2 separate regions of the Gossypium hirsutum genome follow, and region 1 is linked to region 2. A link is a contact called in public Hi-C data. All regions are on one chromosome and are shown on one strand. The core of a region is the stretch at or near the end of the contact, and the rest is flanking DNA. Distances in the headings are between cores, read along the strand shown. Region 1 has its middle 10 kb from the start of LOC121230362. Region 2 holds the start of LOC107962469 (protein Daple).

Region 1 (5,839 bases), core at 2,525-5,024, 43 kb after region 2:
CTTATGTTTAATCTCTGCTGTCAGGTTGGGCGTTTGATCATATTGGATCATACTGTAATATTTGGCCTTTGTTTTATCGGGTGATCTAATTTTATGATTCGGAAGTCGAACTTATTAATGTAATTTTACTTTTTATTTACTTAAATTTCCAAATCAATTTCACATATCTATATATACTGTCGATATTAACAGACAAAACAAATAGTTAGAATACGATGAGAGTATTAGTAAATTTATATTTTGATCATTTAATTTTCAAAAGTTATAAAATAGTTATTAAAATATTCAAAAGTTTTCATTTAAGTTACAGGATTGTTAAAATCTTTGTCATATGATCTTCTTTGATCACATTGCCTGCACCAATCAAAAGCTCTCTTCCCTATTCTCTTTTACAGTTCAAATTTTTCATTAAACAATTATGAATGTCACGAATCTGTAAATTAAAATCTAAACTGCTTTCTTTTCCAATCTCCAACACTAATCGTTAGATCGACTTGAATCTAAAGTATGTTCTTCTACTCTTCGATAGTATTAATCCATTGTATCGATTGCCAAATCATTACTTGAAGCTCACTAGCTGAACTTTTTTAAAAGAAACAGTTAACATCCTAATGATTTGAATAAAAACTTTCAAATAGCCTTAGTGATCTAAATGAAAACTTTTGAATTGTTCAATGATCATTTTCTAACTTTTTGGAGTTGAGTGACCAAAATGTAAACTTACTAATAGTTTATTGACCTTAGGTGTGTTATTTATATATAGTTATATTATAAATATATATTGGGTAAACTCCACCATTAGTCGCTAAACTACGGGTAAGTTTTCGCTTTGGTCACTTAACTAAAAAAAGTTACATTTTGGCCATTGAATTATTTGAAAGTTTTCATTTAAGTCACTGAACTATTTAAAAGTTTTTATTTAAGCATCGGGCTATTAAGGTTTTTTTAAAGTCCTGCCAACGAGCTCCAAGCAATGATTTGATGATTGGTATAGTAGATCAATACCCATTGACGAGTAGAAGAACATACCTTAGATCCAAATTAATCTAACATTCAGTGTCGGATATAGGAGAAAAAAGATGTTTGAAATTTGGTTCTCATATTTGTGACGTCCAAAGCTGTTTCACGAAAAAAATCCTGAATTGTAAAAGAGAAGGGAAAAGAGAACTTTCGATTGGTGTAAAAAGTGTGAATAGAGAAAGCTATATAACATTGATTTTAACAACTCGGCGACTTAAATGAAAATTTTTAAACATTTTAGTAACCGAATTATAACTTATTTTAGTCATGTGACCAAACAAAAACTAACCCATAAATTAATGAATAAAGGTATAGTTTACCTATATATATATATATATATATATATTATCATATCACCATAGGACTTTTTAAAGCGGAATCAAATGCATTTATAATATAACCATTATCTTTTTGAAAGAATAATATAGCTATATTTAAAAACTTTTTAAAAACAAACTAAGAGAAAAATACAAGATAATTAATATGATAAATTTGATTTGATAATTTACTTGTCTAAGGCTTCAAATTTATTATTTTGATTTTTTTAAATATATAATTTAATATGTTTTCTAAAGATTTTTAAATAAATTTTAATGATTTTTTTGAATTTATATATATTATAATTTTTTTGAGAGTGACCAATTTGCACATTTTCAAAACTATTAGGGATCCAAGGGCTATTTACATCAATTTTTTATTCAAGTTATTCGAATGATTCAAGTTGTAAAATTCTCAACTCGAACTCAAAAAATTGAATTATTTATTCGAGTTGGTTAAAAAACCCGAAAAACTCGATTCAATTAACTCAAATTTAAAAAAAAATCGATTTTTTTAAATAAAATCGAGTTTTGCTCAACCTTATGGCATAGTGATCAAGCTATTAATATTTAGATTTTATTTAATAAAACATTTGATATTTGAACTTGACATTTTTTTTTCTAATTTGAGACCTAATCTTTTTGGTGTGTCCAATTTGGTACTTAATCTTATAAAATGTTATACACATTACTCTAAAGCACTAATGTTGTTAATTATTCTTATGAGAGGAGAAAAATAGCTAATGTATAATCGACATGTAGCAAATGACATGAAATTTAATGACATGAATAACTACATTTATTTGAAGTTTCCTCTCTTTCGCTAAATAATATTCTCAAATTTTATTTTTTATTAGGACTAACATTACTTTAACTATTAATGACAAGAATAATTTAAGAGGGACTACATGTTTAAAGTAAAGTTTGGTCTTCACAAAGCTTCCAATTCCTAAAAAAAAATCATCTCCTCCAATATTATATGGTAACAGCAAGAAATTCTTTGACCTTGAATCAGGGTATTTAAAAATAACAGGTTGTCCCGGCTCAATACTACCAAGAATTCCTAACTATGGGAACAAGTTCATCTTTGAAATATTTTTCCCTTTCAATATTTTTCTATTGAAGCTTCCCTTGTTTCTTTTATCGAGCGAATCCTCCAATTCAAAAACATATTCTCTGTTTTTCATAAATTATTTTATCATAACCAGAGACAAATATTTTGGGAAAATTTAAAAGTTAGGTAATACATAATTCCACTGTATGCATTCCAGTAAATGTGGGCTTCACCAACTATGACACTGGAATCAACATACACTTGGCCAAAATTTTGGAAACAGTCATTGTGACATTGGAACATATAAGCATCTGCCATGGGAGAAAGCCAACCAAAATTTACGTCATTTAACTTAAAGTCACCTAAAACAGAATACAAGATGGTAAAGTACTAATGTGTTCTGCTTCCCTGAAGGCGAGAAATGTCACCGCAGCATTAGACACAATGATCTTTTCGGGTTTTATTTATATTACTCGAAATATTCATATTTAATCTATATACGACTATAAGAATATAATCTTTCAAATATATAAAAATTTTAGAAAAGAAAATATGTATATAAATAATCCAAAACAGCATAAATACACCCATTCTTCATGAGTTTGCATCCTTGGGATCGAATGGTGTTGTCAACTTATTTAGTAAATTCATAAATTGCTTGTGCCAAAAATTCTACTTTGATGCTGGCCATCCACCTAGTTTTCCAGCAGCAACGATTTGACATATAGCTAAACCATTGATAAAGATATCTCAACCAAATTAGCACCATGCCACCCTCATAATTCATCCAGGGCCCGGCCTCCATCAACCAGTCCTTTCTGCAACTGATAACTGTCCCTTCCAATTTTGTAAGCACCCAGGAGAATATCTTAAATCTTAAAAAGGTGCACCATATCATATCCACAAAAACACTAGCTAATGGTGATTCATATGAAATGATGAGTCCATTGAAGAGTCTGAGGAAAAGAATATCATAAGTCATATATGCATGACTATAGTTAAGCTGCAATTTGATTAAAGACTTGTAGTCCTTAAAAGTTTTAAGCAACAAAAGTTTCATGCAAAAAGATATTGCTTGAGATTAACTAGAACAGCAATTAAGAAGATGAAATATAGGACCATTTCATTAATGCAGTAATAACACTGCATAAGGTGTGCAAATGTGTATGATAAAAGATGATAATAATTGTTATGAATAGCCATCTCGCCTAAGGAGCCTCCTTGTGATGATAATAATTGTTATGAATAGCCACCTTGCTTGAGGAACGTCCTTGTCAGCATAGACAGCATGATGGTCCTCGCCTAATTTAAGATGGTAGGACTGTTCTTAAAGGTTACCTTATTTAGAAGGTTTTAAGGAAAGAGTCACTTCACCAACATCGATTTCATTTGGGAGTCTCTCACCCCTAATGAATCAGCTTTCTTTCTGGATAGACACCTGTCACGGGCAGCACCAAGGGGCCGGCAGGAGCCAAAGGCCCCCTAAAATGGAAAAATATCACATTGACCCTTTTATGTTTTATAAAATTATAAGTAAATGATGCATCGAATTTCATATCCCATTATGAAGCCTAATATTGAGTTATTGACAATATAGGTCTCACTTTTCTGTAAAAAAAGAAAAAGAAAAAGGGTATCAGCAGTTGCCAATAACTTTGATGAGACTAAAGGCATGGCTGATCAGTTTCAATTTAGCAAGAAAGTTACGATTCTGCCAAAAAGGTAGCAGCATTTGCCAATAACACTTTTTTACGGGCATTCAATAGCTCAATCAAGGAGACCACAGCACACCCTTTTTCCATGCCACCACCTGGAGTCTTAACAGGATAACTGTCATGGCATCCATAGACTTAGAGGATTGAGTGGAGAATGATAGAAGAAAAGAGGCTTCATCACTAACCACATTTAAGAACTCTTTCATGAAAGGCTTACAACAGAGTAAATGAAGCTCTAGAAGTGATTGATGAGATGAACGCCACTTTGGAAGAAGCAATCACGGATGAAGAGATCCACAATGCGGTCTTTGAGACTAGATGAGTACTTTAGAATTTTTTACCATAAATTTTGGGATGTATTTAAAGAGAAGAACCTATAGCTCATATCGCAATTTTGTCCAATTAGCTACTGCACCTTCTCCTGTATAAGTTAGTCCGTTACCTATTACAGTCTGTTGAAGTCTTTGTATATATAACAACTAAGAATAGGCTGTATAGCTTTTATCCTTCTAATAAGATTCAGTTTTCTTCCTCTCTCATTTTCTCATGTTTCATATATTGTTAAACATGATTCATTGCTGAGTTTATTGTCGTTTCACAGTTGTCCATTAAGCTTTCCATGATAGAGAATATGGTTGAGTTGCATAGCAAAAATTTAAAGCATCTTCAAAATATTAGGACCTTCTCCAAATATCTAAAGCAATAAATTTGATCAAATTAAATATGTATATGCGAAAGAGTCTAATGCGATGGGAAGATGTCAAAATTGCAAGTTGCCCTTTGAGAATAAGATAGGTTTTTGGGGGGTTTTTCATCGCTTTAAATCAAAGTACTTATAGATGCTTAAAAAATAGACTCCAATATAAAATTCAGACAGAGAACAAATTTAAAAAAACAAAATCGACATCACTTTAAACATTGAATCTCAAATTATAATTGCTATATGTATGCAATTATAACCACTCTCAAATCTAGAACAAGAATTGAAGAAAAATTAAATTAAATATAAATATTGAAATAAAATTTTCCTAAACCCAAGAGTTTAACTTTAGTTTTGAGTCATAAAAAAATCGAACCAAATGAGTTTTAGTTCCATTAGGACACCCTATAATTAACCCCTTATTTTGGGATTAAAAAATATCTTGGCAAATAGATTGAGTTTTAACTTAATTGGTATAGGTTTTGTTACCAATATATAAGGATGTGAGTTGAGTGCGCTGAGCGCATATCCTTTTATTTATGGGCTAGGAAGGGTTATAGACAGTTCTAGACATTGAGCCGAAAGAGTAAATATGATCAAAATTTATAATAAAATTATTTTAAAAAAAAACACCACATGCCTTGCTTAGCTAATACAAGTTTGCTTGGGTGGCAAGCAACTTCACCCCATGTTGGCCACCCTCTTAAATTACATCAACAAACAATCCTAACATTTAATTAAATAATTAAATAATTAATTAAAATCTTCAATTAAATACAAGTTTGCTTGGGAGGCAAGCAACTTGACCCATTTTGGCCACCCTCTCTTCAATTACATAAACAAACAATCTTAACTTTTAATGAAGTAATTAATTAAGTTAAAATTAATTTGTATAACTAAATAATTTACCCAATTCAATTCTAATTTTGATAAAATCATATCAACTTTAGTGTATTAAAATTTATTGGAAAACGTATTTAATTATAGACAGTTTCAATTCCTAATCAAATTAACTACAATGACTTTAATTTAA
Region 2 (5,893 bases), core at 2,509-5,008:
ATATCTAGGAATCCAAAAGAAATAAAAGACTTAACCTTAACCGTATTACTGTTGACGATATCCTCAGAAACTGATACTTTTCCAGAAGAAGACTGATCAGAACCATTCTGGTCTGACCCAACCTGCAATCCCCTCTCCCTAAGTTCCCGTTGCTGTTCAAACTCCCTGAGACCAAGCATAGTTACAGATAAGCAGTTTGAAATTAGCTGAAGCAATAAGTTTAAATGTTTGCAATAAATACCTGAAACCAGTTTTAGAGGTTAGCAGTTGTACTGTAACCTGTCATTGAATATAAATATTATTTAGGCACAAAAACAAAATAAAGTCTCTAGTAACAGGAAAAAAACTTCAACAACAATTAGTAAAGAGTTCCACACACATTTTAGAGGAAGCTACACAAAAATATTTTAGCATCTACCCATATGCATGACCCAAGAAATCCAACAAGCAATTAAAAAAATACACCATGAATGTTTTGAAAATTCCAAAAGTCCTTACATGTAATATAGCTCCAGAATCGCAGCCAATAAGTGGCAGAGGAACAACAGAAGGTTTTGAGGCATCAGCATAATCAGCAAGGTTGATCGTAGCCTCGCCAAGAAGGCCAGACCGAGAGGAACCCTGATGCCAAATAGATTAAGGAGAAAGACAGTTAAACTCAGTTGAAATGAGACGGAAAACAAAGAGCTGTTCTGCTGCAATTAGAGGTTCGGAATAAACTGTCTATAGATCTGGGAAATTCGCAATTCACGTTTAGGTCATACTAAGAGTGTCTGTCTTTGTGGTTAAGTTTTGCAATTGGAGTGTAAGGACTACAATCTTACCATTGCCACAACAAGCTTATAGAGTTTCTCATCAAATTGTTTAGTTTTGATGTCTTGGAGAAGCCTCGTGGTCTCATAGATTGGATCAGCCCATTTGCAAGTTCCATTTCTCACATTTGCTTTGGTTGTCTTTGCAGTTGCTTTACCAGAATCAGCAGGAATGAAGGATATATACAGTTTATCCCATCCACTTTGTGGAATCTGAATTTTTCAGAAGATTATACATAGCATGTGGTCATTGCAGCAATCAAGATGAAGGATGCATCAATTTATGCTTTCCAGTGATGAAAGATGGACAATCACAAATAGATTACTGAAATAAAGAGTATGAACTCATGATTAGAAACTGAAGTCTAGTTGATCATCTCTTCACTACTATGGCAAAGAGAAAATGGCTCGACATTGATCCTTGTTGCACCCCTATCATGATTAGAAACTCATCTGTCAATCCACCAAAAGTTCTTACATCCATGACTACACCCTCATACATATTTTGTACATTGAGGAACTCCCTTCTTGTTCAAAACCTACCAAAGAATGGCCCTCAATACTTTACAACAGATTTCTTTAAATCAATAAAAATCATACATAAATCTTGCTTTGACCCTCTAAACCTCTCCATAAGTTGTCGCAATGGGTGAATTGCTTCCATGGTAAAATCTTGTGACCGTCAACATAAAATCTTGTCACATCTTTTGACATGGATCATTATGTGACAATTGCGGGAGCAAAACAATTGACAATCTCATAGATATGATGATACTGAACCCATAGGTGGTTACTTTATACGTTACAGTATGCAATCTGCAGTCAAGCAACAGGTTCTGGAAAAGACTAAACACACTACTGCATAAAAAATTAATCTCTTGAGCAGTTGACCTTCTAAAACTCTTGAGCATCAAACAATCTACACCCATTTTTGTAAACTTCCTGATCTAGTTTTTCCTTGGGAAACGGAATAAATTGTTTTAAGTGCAGAAAAGGTTGGCCTAAAACTCTCTAACTACATACACGAGCCAAAGACTCGAAAGTAATACTTTTGCATTGAAAATACATACTTCCAACAAATGCAAGCAATTTACATGAAATAGTAATCGCATGATAGAGGTAAGATAAAAGATAAAATCACAATCTATGTGAGCATCTTCGAAAATTAATACATTATAACTGAAATTATACAATCAATGCATGTCATTGATGTCTTGATTCACCTTAATAAGCTACATAGTACAATTTGGTTCACATTCATTGTTAAATAATTTCTACCATGCCAATTGATCGACTTATAATATGATCTTGTGTCTAACGAGTTCAATAAGACATTAACTTCAAATGGAAAAGACAATGCCAGAAATTTCCACAAATGCAAAGTGCGACTTACATGTGTAGCATGGAATTGTAACCGAAATACAACTTTTATTTTTGTCTTCTCGATCTTCCACTTAGGGATCCTCGACATTACCAGCAAATCAATTAATCACCAGCTCTATTGACATACCAATCCCCCTCCCCCTTTGATTAAACTGCCCCTGCAACCAAAAAGGACCATCATTTCCATATAGACAGCTGAGAGCAGTTAAAACTAGTTCAAGTGCAAGTATATCGTGTTTGGAATCCAGAGCCTACTGCAAGGATTAAAACCCCTTGAGGAAGTGTACCTCACCAAGACAGTAACATAATTAGGAGAAAACAATGTAAGAGCAAACAGAAGGATTTTTTTTTTTAACCCCCCAACTACATAAAAGGTCCATTCAGACCAAGGTTTATGTTTAGTAAACAGAAACCCAAATTAAACTAAATCCCGAGCTAAAATCTGGAGGGGTTGGGGGAGGGAGACTTAAACTCTGCTTATTTCAATGATCTGATCTACTGAGATTGACTTCACCATTTCTTCAGAAACCAACACAAGATCCAAAAACGTGTAAAGAGGATATTTGAACTAAAAACCAAATTAGAGAAAATCGCTAATCCCGACCATACCTTGTTGAAAGGAAGGCAAAATTTTCCAAAAATGCAAAACCCCAGAAGCAAACTTCAAAATGCTGGCTTCAAATTCTCGGATCCAAACCCTTTTTTATTGAGAAATAGAAGACGGTGAATTTCAAATTTTTTAAGCTAAAAAGAAAGACAAAAGAAGCAAAGAAGAGAAAATGGCACTTCACACACTTGAAAAGAAACAAAGATGCAAATGTCCAGCTTCAGAAAGACTGACACAAAAGGAAAAAGAAATAGAGTAAAAGAGAATCCAAAACCAAATGCCACACCCAAAATAAGAAAAAAGAATAGCACCTATAACAAAATCTCAAAATACCACTATTTTTCTTTCCTTTAAAGAAAACATCAAAGAAAAACAAAAGAACCCAGATTTGTCACAGTAAAAGAAAAAAAACTGACCCGACCCAAGTGAGAAGACGTCAATAAATGCACATGGAGTAAAAAAAATTAACATTTAAAATCCATTTAAACACTAAAGAAAAACAAAATCAATAAAATAATGGCGTGTAGCAATGAAGTTAGGTACCCAGTAGCGGATCGGTAGGTGCTTAAGCTGGAAGAAATAGCAGATAAATCTTTACAGGGAAGGTTCCATTTTTCATACTAATTACAATGAATAAGAGGAAACTAAAAACCCACCAAAAAAAAAATCAAAATTTGAAAGAGACAGGGAAAGGGTTGTGTTTTTTTATTTAAAAAAAACAATTCTTTTGAAATTGATGAGTTGTTTTTGGTGATGTGTGGGTGTTTTGTAAGTTGAAAACTTTTTGTTGGGTGGGATTTTTGGGAGAGAGTGTGTGTGTTGTAGTTGGCGTAAATAAGGAGAAAATGTTGGGTTTTTTTGCAAAGCAAATAATAAAAATGTTTAAGGTTAAGAAGAGAATTCATTAGGTGAAATGGAGGTTTTATTTACAGGTAAAATAGGAGTTTTCAGATTTCGAAAACAAGGGCTTTGATTTGCATTAGTGTAAGAAAAGCGACATCCCGCCAAAGCTTGTTTGCTAATTATTTATTATGATCTAATAATCAAATTAATTAGTGCTCAGTGACATAATTAAATAATCTTTAATAAGTATAAAGTTTTTATTAATATTATTAGAGGGATTAGCAATTGAATAACCAATGAGTGATTGCCATTTAAGATACAGCTGGACCATTAATAATTCCATTCAATTTGATGCCTTGAATTGAAGTCTCACTATTCTTCCCCCATTGGACCACCTTGAATAATTCAATATGGTTGGGAATTTATATTTTTCCCTTTTTAAATATTTGTTTTTTTTTATTTCCTTCTTATAAGTATTTTGAAACTTTCCCAAATTATAACTTGACTTTATATTAAATTTTGCATTTAAGAATAATAAAAAAATATTTAAGCTTAATTTGAATAGGTGGTGCGTTTAGCTTCAGTGATATTAAAAACAACAATGACAATAAAATTGAATATTGTAGTGATGAGATTAAAAACAACGATAAAATATATATTTGGATTCAAATATAGCTACAATTAAGCCAAAAATGAGATAAAAATGCATCTTATAGCCATCTTAATCTTTTAATTTTACATATGTAGCTTCACACGTTTTGCCTTGTAGCTCAACACTAATTTAGTTTTCCCCTTTTTTTCTATAAATATTAATTTTATATATAAATTTTGATTTAATATACAATTTGATACATAAAGTTTGATTTAGTGTAATTATACACATGAAATTTAAATTGTGGTACATGTGTATATATGAAACTTTGATTTTTATTCAATTGTACACATTTAAAAAAATGAATACATACACTCATTTTCATACTGGATGAATATAATTGTTTATGTATGTAATATATTATTTTAAAGTGGTAATAATTTAATAATGTTATTAGTGATTTGTGAAAAAATAAATCTAATTAAAATTACATGTTTAAAATCGCACAAAATTGAAGTTCATATATAACATTACACATTAAATTAAAATCTATCAATAATTTTAGCATTTAATTATCCCTTTATTTTATAAAACAAAGTTAAAAAGGTAGAAATCATTAAGGATAGAATCATGTATGGATGACTTTAATACAATAATTTTATCACTTTTTAATTATGATTTAATCGACAATAATTAAATTTTCAAGTTCTATTTTTTACTCAAAACTTCACTGATGTTTGAGTCAAACTAAATCGACTGGCTAAACCAGTTGAAATAGAAATCGATTGAATCAATTGAATCAAAAATTTTTTATTTTACTTTTATAATACTTTAATATTTTTAATTAAAATTTATCTAATAAACAAATCGATAATTTGATCAATTCGATCACTAATCCAATTCTCAACACTATTTCTACTAAAAGTTGCTTCATTTATGAAAATGGATGCTAGCTCCCTTTAGTGCTATAAGGAAAGCCTAGATTTAAGGTAGTCTAGAGGAGAATTTGGAGATAGACTATAATGTCTTATATCTCAAAGCTAAGGCCTAAGAGCATGAATTTATCTACAAAACGGGTCTACTATTTAGAAGTAAACTGAAGAGTGGATTGGGATTTCAATAAAGTCACTTATGTCATTTTAAATTTTTTATTCTAACAGTTAAATAATACTTTGAACGAAAAAACCGATTCAATGTTTGCAATTGCATACAAGTCGCAGCCAAAGACTATTGAGTGCATGATTAAGTTGGTTCATGGAGCAAGCAATATTGCATGAATTGTGGCATGGAAATTTGTCATTGTGGGGTCATATTCAGTGGCCTTATGCACATGACTTTGTTCTCCTTTAAGGTCCTCAAGATAAATATTCCAATATAAAATGTCAATTAGAGTTTTCATGACATTATGTGGCCCACACGTGATAGACCCTTACAAGCACGTGATAGGCCCCAAGAAGCACGTGCACCCCAAAGTTAAAATCTTCCCCACAAGGAAAAAAGTTGGATTAGCTTGTGATATGATAGTATGTATTACTTTTTAACCTTGTGGGGTTGCCCACATCACATGAACAGACATCTTTGATTACCAACATATGCTATGCTTTTCATGATCTCATCTTCACAATCATATTTATAATTTTCTTTCACCTTAATTAC

What was found. A called contact is a pair of places that touch in the nucleus more often than the background predicts.
Region 1: a contact with region 2 is called in a Hi-C map of hypocotyl, with 3 times the contacts expected there. The contact joins the enhancer-like site here to the promoter of LOC107962469 in region 2. A contact is called at or near these places in 18 of 34 Hi-C or Micro-C datasets (anther, callus, cotyledon and 5 more).

Annotation. Positions count from the first base shown.
Region 1 is chrA06:6,294,552-6,300,390 of Gossypium_hirsutum_v2.1, forward strand. No RefSeq gene overlaps it. Among protein-coding and RNA genes, the nearest start is that of LOC121230362, 10 kb to the left of the region's middle. Within about 2 kb of position 3,775, at least 1 of the 9 cell types and tissues checked has an H3K27ac peak or open chromatin away from gene starts, as enhancers often do. A contact at or near this core is called in hypocotyl, where this site is marked.
Region 2 is chrA06:6,251,682-6,257,574 of Gossypium_hirsutum_v2.1, forward strand. LOC107962469 (protein Daple) reads right to left here and starts at 3,759. Exons shown (of 12, transcript XM_041114982.1): 1 at 3,346-3,759; 2 at 2,805-2,893; 3 at 2,206-2,353; 4 at 825-1,025; 5 at 499-621; 6 at 242-279; 7 at 36-165. The coding sequence starts at 2,283.